Regions from separate parts of the Sus scrofa genome. Here region 2 is linked to region 1. A link is a contact called in public HiChIP or PLAC-seq data. All regions are on one chromosome and are shown on one strand. The core of a region is the stretch at or near the end of the contact, and the rest is flanking DNA. Distances in the headings are between cores, read along the strand shown. Region 1 holds the start of VNN3 (vascular non-inflammatory molecule 3). Region 2 holds the start of STX7 (syntaxin-7).

Evidence for each region. HiChIP or PLAC-seq counts read pairs in DNA pulled down with a chosen protein or histone mark.
Region 2: an H3K27ac HiChIP or PLAC-seq map of alveolar macrophages shows a contact between it and region 1. The contact joins the promoter of STX7 here to the promoter of VNN3 in region 1. A contact is called at or near these places in 1 of 5 promoter capture datasets (liver) and 1 of 2 datasets of contacts at active chromatin or transcription factors (alveolar macrophages).

What each region holds. Positions count from the first base shown.
Region 1 is chr1:30,979,889-30,983,365 of Sscrofa11.1, reverse strand. VNN3 (vascular non-inflammatory molecule 3) reads right to left here and starts at 1,770. Exons shown (of 7, transcript XM_001925456.5): 1 at 1,476-1,770; 2 at 1,247-1,377. The coding sequence starts at 1,688.
Region 2 is chr1:31,183,236-31,186,712 of Sscrofa11.1, reverse strand. STX7 (syntaxin-7) reads right to left here and starts at 1,808. Exons shown (of 10, transcript XM_001926476.4): 1 at 1,666-1,808.

The sequences.
Region 1 (3,477 bases), core at 521-3,020:
TAATTTATTTTCAAAAATCTTTCTTCTATTTTATGCAGATATTCTTTAAGAAAGTTATGCTTAAGTTATAGCTACCAACAATTGCTAAAATTTCTTTGTGGACAAGAAAGCAAAATTTCAGATCTAGCTCCTTCTGTTAAAAAAAATGTAATGGTGACAGCTAACACTGGCGAGAGCGCCACAGTGTACAGTACAGATTCTAGAGGTCTTACTTCACTGGACACTCATTCCTACTCTGTAAAGGGATGTAGGAGCGGAAATTTTATTATCCCTGTTTTACAAATAAAGAAATAGAGATCTCAGAGTTCCCCAATGGCTCATCAGGTTAAGGATCTGGCATTGTCACTGCTGTGGCTTAGGTTACGGCTATAGCATGGGTTTGATCCCTGGCCCAGGAACTTCCACATGCCATGGGTGCAGCCAAAAAAAAAAAAAAAGAAATATAGAAGTCAAATGTTTTGGTTGTCTGCCTCCATCACTCAGCCAGGAATGGTAGAATGAGATCTCAAGAGTTCCTTTTTTAAGTCCTATGCAATTTCCACTCACCATACTGATTATATTCCATGCCAATATAAAAGCCCCCTTTTAAAATTATTATTACTATTTTGCTTTTTAGGGCTGCACCTGTGGCATATGGAAGTTCCCAGGCTAGGGGTCGAATTAGAGCTATAACTACCGGCCTACACCACGGCCACAGTCACTCAGGTACCTTGCTACATCTGTGAGTTACACCACAGCTCACAGCAACACCAGATACCCAACCCACTGAGCGAGGCCATGGATACTAGTAGGATTTGTTTCCACTGCACCACAACAGGAAACCCCTCGAAGCCCCTTTGAAACAAACCTACTCCTCCTTTTACCATTCTACAAAGGAGGCAGGTGTTCATGGATGAACCACACACTTATATTTGGGAATCTAAGTCCTAGATATCACAACTTTCTCACTTTGTTGAAATCCAGTTAAGCACATCTATTGTAGAAACTGTGTCCACATACTGTTCATTAAAGATAAGTACAATAAATAATCAACCAGACATCATCATCTCAAGTCCTTGACCAAACAGAAGACATGCCAGATGGTATATATTATGAAGAATGACAAAGGTGAATCCAATGCCACAGACTGATAATTGGTCAGCAAGAATACTAGTCAAACTTCCTGAATTTGCAATAAATTAGTATTCTACAATACTGCAACTTAAACAAACAAACAAACAAAAAACCCCAAGGTTGATGACATTACCTCTGGGGATCTTTACATGGAATCCAGTTCACTCCAGGGTCTGGGATATCCTCCAGGTAGGGATAAATGGTCTCCCTGGTGAAGACCCAGCCATAAATTCCATCTTCTGGGGTCACAATGATATGTGCGCCCTGCTCAAAACAAGTCGGAGCAGAAGAGTTTCTCCTAAGTTCCAAACACTCCCATTCTTACCACGTTTCAAATTGCCTTTCCAATATCCCAGCCATACCTGTCTGGCTGCCAGTTTAACTGCTGTCTCCAAAACATCTATGTTCTTGTGCATCAGGAGCAAAGCTTCTTTTTCCAGCACAGGTGTTTCCGTTCTGTTTGGTAATGTGACAGCATGCTCATACACTGCAGCAATGAAAGTGTCCAGTGCACCAACACCCAGGACCAAGAGGGCCAGAATGGCTGTATATTTTGGGACACATGATACAATCATAGCTGAAATTCTGTGTGCTTTGATAAACAAACTCAGAGTCTTCTGTCTTGTATCCCTGGAAAAACTTTTATGATAAAGACCTGCCTGCCTGCTACCAGCTATTTATACTTTCTCATGAATATATTACACAACCCAGGGTTGGGAAAGGATGTTGGGCAAAAAGTACATAATTGGATTGACTGTAGTCTCAGTGTGGTTGTATCATTTAGAGGTTCACCCAACTCTAAGTGGAATGAACATGCCAAGAAGAGGAGTCCACCGCTTTCCAAAACACACTGGATATTATTGACCTCTTCTCTTTTAATAAAATATATTTCCCTGGGTAGTTCAATATTTCCATTTAAAAGACTAATATTGGATCACCATATTAGGACCTATTATAACAACAATTTGTGCAAATAAACTTATTTAGCTGTGACAGACACAGAACAGAGGGTAAGGCAAACCTGGTTTAACAAAGTTCACAAAATGGGAGAAAGAACAGTTACGCAAATGCTAATGACTGAACTCACTGTTCATGACTAGTGGCTCTATTATAAGGAGCGTGTTGCCATTATAAGGAGCGATCAGCAGAAACCACTGTTGCCAGTTTCTCTTGGAAAGACTGTGACATAGTCTGAAATATTGGAACTTTACCTGACACTGTGTAAAACATAGATAGATGATGACATGGTCAATGATGACAGGTGTCTACCAGGCTGAGTCTCTGGTCCTCTGTGGAATCCAGCTATTGCTATGGGGTTTATATGCAGAAAACCAAGGAGCTAGGCTTTAGGGTCGTGCAATTTCTTCATCTTTATAGAATCTGCTTATTTTTCCAGTTAAGCCTTCTTCCTTAGATACTTATAATAGTACATCACTCAACATCAAATTTTTTTCATTATCTGAATATGCCTTCTTTCTCCTAGGCCTCCTGGTGAGTTTCCATATGTCCTTATGCCCTGAAATGATATCCATCAGATATGAATTCACTTCTGGAGTTTCTGTGGTGGCTCAGCAGTTAACGAACCCACCTAGTATCCATGAGGACACAGGTTTGATCCCTGACCTTGCTCAGTGGGTTAAGGATCTGGCATCGCTGTGAGCTGTGGTGTAGGTTGCACACACAGCTTAGATCCGGCCTTGCTGTGGCTGTAGCATAGGCCCGCAGCTACAGCTCCAATTCGACTCCTAAACTGGGAACCTCCATATGCCATGGGTACAGCCCTAAAAAGACAACAAAAAAACAAACACACACACACACAAATCAAAAAACAACCAAATTCATTTCAGGAAAAAAAACCAAAAACAAAAAACCCTGAGGACAAGATGAGAACATAAGACAGAAGAATTGTTTTGTTATAAATAAGGGACTTATTTTCAAATGTCAATGTGAAATTCTACCCCTTGTCTTGGTTGACTTGACTTTCTGAATAGAATCAAAAAGAAACAAGGGAGTTTCCCTTCATTCTCCCTGATTTCAGGAAGTGTATCAACTTTTTATTATGTTGAAATCAGCAAGAACATACATTAACTATTTCATTACCAAGTGTGGTTAGTAATGCTTTTGCCTCTTATGTGTGTATCACGAATAGGCATTGTGGATGCAAATTATTCAAACAAGGTTTTTTTTTTTTTGTCTTTTTGCCATTTTTTGGGCTGCTCCCGCAGCATATGGAGGTTCCCAGGCTAGGGGTCAAATAGGAGCTGTAGCCGCCAGCCTACACCAGAGCCACAGCAACGCGGGATCTGAGCCACATCTGCGACCTATACCACAGCTCACGGCAACACCGGATCATTAACCCACTGA
Region 2 (3,477 bases), core at 559-3,058, 200 kb before region 1:
GACTTGCTCCTTTTCCACAGCAAAGTCTCATCACATGCTAGATAAGCATTCCGTAGTCACTTTGATCCAAGTGAGAAGTCACCACCTGCCACTCTGCTGATCTAACTTACTGCATCATGGTGCTAATAATCATTTAAAATTATCTAGTTAGTATATCATTTATTATGTCCCTACCTCTGGAACATAAAGAGAGACAAAGCTGTCATCTTGTGGTATCTGTGCTGTGAGGGAGCACAGATGTTCCATGAATGTGCGGGTGATCCCTTTACTACAAACAGGAGCATTCTCCACCTGAACTACACGAACTGCATTCTTTAGCTCAGCTCTTGCATCCATTAAACTATTATGCCATTTGGGTTTAGTTCACAATACCGAGGATTATTTTTGATCTGCTCATACACCAAACTTTCAAATAAAATGGAATCATGGCAAACTTTACTCAGGCTTACTGCACGTGCTTCCTATCATTTATTTTTCAACCAGCAGCATTTGGCTAAAGTTTAGGATCGTAACCAAAATTAAGGCTTACTTTGTTTGGGGGAGCAGTTAATGCGTTAACATGGTATCATATTAACCTCCACAGAAACTTTGAAACTGGAGCTTAAATTTCAACGAGTCACAAGTCTGAGGCAAACTTCTCAAAGTGGCCTGCAAAGCAGAGGCCTGTACACATCACCAGACAATTGAACACTGCTATCAGTCTCTGTACTGGGGGACGATCGGGCCAACCTCAGAAGAAACATTCACCTCCAATATTACTAAAGAGCACAGCATTTCATAATCACTTCCTCTTCTTCCAGAGTTCGCACAAGTATTAAATTACATATAACTGTAGTCAGACTGTGTTGATTTGAGTTAAACAAAAATTACTGTATAAGAGTCTAGCAAATGTAAGAAATCTGAGGGGGGAAAAAAGCATTTAACCTGAAAGGCAATTTTTTTCTTTTTGTCTGAATTTAAAGAAAGTAACAACCTGAAAACCAAGAGGGTGGGTGTGGGGAGGTGTCTTGAGATATTGCATGTATTGTAACTGGCTTTATGCAAACCAATTAAGGACATCACTGAAAGGGCCAAAGAAAGTTAGCATATCATAGTCTCCAAACCAAAGAGAAGACCAACTACAATGAGCCTCTGTATTAATGTATATGGTTCCTTCACTACAGAAATACGTATCTTCAGTTCTTCTACATTTGGGAGGAGAACTTTAAAGCACGTTTTCTAAACCCGTGAATTAAAAAGAGGAAGAGGTCAGTTCATGTCCAGCCTGAGGCAGAAGAAGCTGGATTCCAGAGCTGGGCCGGGGCGGCTCGGACGCCAGCCCCGCCCGGGAACGCGCAGCCAGCCGGTGCGCCTGAGCAAGCGCGGCCGGGGAGGCAGGGGGAGGCGGCGGGGCTGCTGCGCATCAGGCGGCGGGAAGGCCGGGCTGGCAAGGCCAGCAGGGACCGGCGGGGCCCGCCTGACCACGCCGCGCACGGAGCCGAGGGGCGTGGGGAGCAGCGCGCTCCCGGGGCTGGGGCAACGCCGGCCCTCAGACTCCCGAGCGCCTGCCGCAAAGCGCAGGGCGGCGGCCACCTGACAACGCGCGCAAACAAGGTGGCGCGACAGCCACGGGGACACGCGCTTTCGGGGCGCCCGGCCATGGGCACCTCCCGAGACTCCTCTTACCCCGACTTCCTCTGCTTCCTTCTTCTTCTTTAGCCGCGGGCACCCAAGGGCCGCAGAGCCCCCAGCTGCGATTCTCAGCTGATGGGTGGCGGCACCAGGATGGCCAGTGCGCATGCCCGCAATACCTCCCTGGGAAGGAGGCGGAGCTAGCTCCTCTCTCATTGGCCAGCGGGGTTAAATGACGGCAGCCCTTCCCCGCCCCTCTGGTTCTAAGCTAAGGAATGGGGGTTCCAGCAAAATTGCAAGGGAGGTGTTTTTTGAGGCCTGACCTGCGGATGGTGAACGTCTTAGCCTGCGAGCAAAAACAGGAGGAGGGAATGGAGAGCCCCTCTGTTTATCGGGGGATGCCGGCCTCCCTAGCCTCGTGTCTTCAGCTGGCCCGATTAACTCATGCCTGCCTTGCTTCTTAACCCTTGACTCTGTAGTAGACCATATTTACAACTCCATTAAAAATGCGGACGCCCGCAAATGAGGCCCTGGGGGGAGGACATACTAACACGAATAGAGGAAATTCAGTCAGGAACAATGAAGGAATAAGCGAAAAGTCTTTCCCATGTGCTAAGTAGACAAGTTTTCATACATATACAAGTCATTCTAAGCATCCTCAAGGGCGGGAAGTAGGTTTCACCGGATTTCCAAAACATAGAGAGGTTCTCATGATAAATAGTCAAAGTAATTGTTAGATAAAAGTATAATTTCTTTTGATGAAAGAATACCAAATTAATTAGGCCTTTTTCTGTAATAAGACAATATTTCTAAAAGGATCGTCAGGATATCAAAAGTCCAGATAGACTAAGGTGGAAAAAAACAAAACAAAACATATTTTGAATTGGTACCACCTGAGAAAAGTCTAGGTTGTTTGGAATCACATGCACATATATGTACATATGTGAGAGAGATTAACCAAGGATAAGAAACAGAAGAGGCTCTCAGTTCACTTTTCATTTTTCTATTTTTAAGAGAGATGCAGGAAGAAGAAGTATTTTCTATTCCTCATTTTTCCTAAAGAAAACTATGGTGTAAGTGTGATAATAAGCAGCAATTATACTCTGCCTCTGTGAAGAGGGGCAATAGAGATGGGCACGCTGGCCAAGCAGAAGGTACACACCCCATCTAAAGGGGCAGCATGATTCAGCTAGAGCCAACAGTAGACTTTTAGGAATATTGCCTAATATAAGCAAATTATCTGCTTTCTTGAGATATAGTGGAAATTTGATTCGTTTTTATTTTACCCCAAACTTCTATACTTCTAAATTTTTTATTAAAGTATAGTTGATTTACAACGTTGTGTCAACTTCTGCTGCACAGCACAGTGACCCAGTCATACATATGTACACTTTATTTTTCTCATATTATCCTCCATCATGTTTTATCACGAGAGACTGGATGTAGTTCTCTGGCTATAGGGCCTCATTGCTTATCCATTCTAAATTTTGCTCCTACTAACCCCAAATTCTGATTTTTACGTGAAATCTATTTTTCAATATTTTCTAAGTTTTTATAAAAACATTCTGTGATCAAATAAAATATGTATTTCATCCTTTGTAATAGGAAATAATTTTATTTTTTATTTTGTCTTTTTTTTTTTAGGGCTGCACCCACAGTATTTGGAGGTTCCCAGGATAGGGATTGAATCTGAGCTGCAGCCGCTGGCCTACACCACAGCTCACAGCAATGCTGGATCCTTAACCTACCGAGCAAGGCCAGGGAATCAAACCTGCGTCCTCATGGATACCAGTCATATTCATCCACTGAGTCACGATGGGAACTCCAGGCAACAGTTTTAAAACTGCACAGTGGGACTCAAAGCCA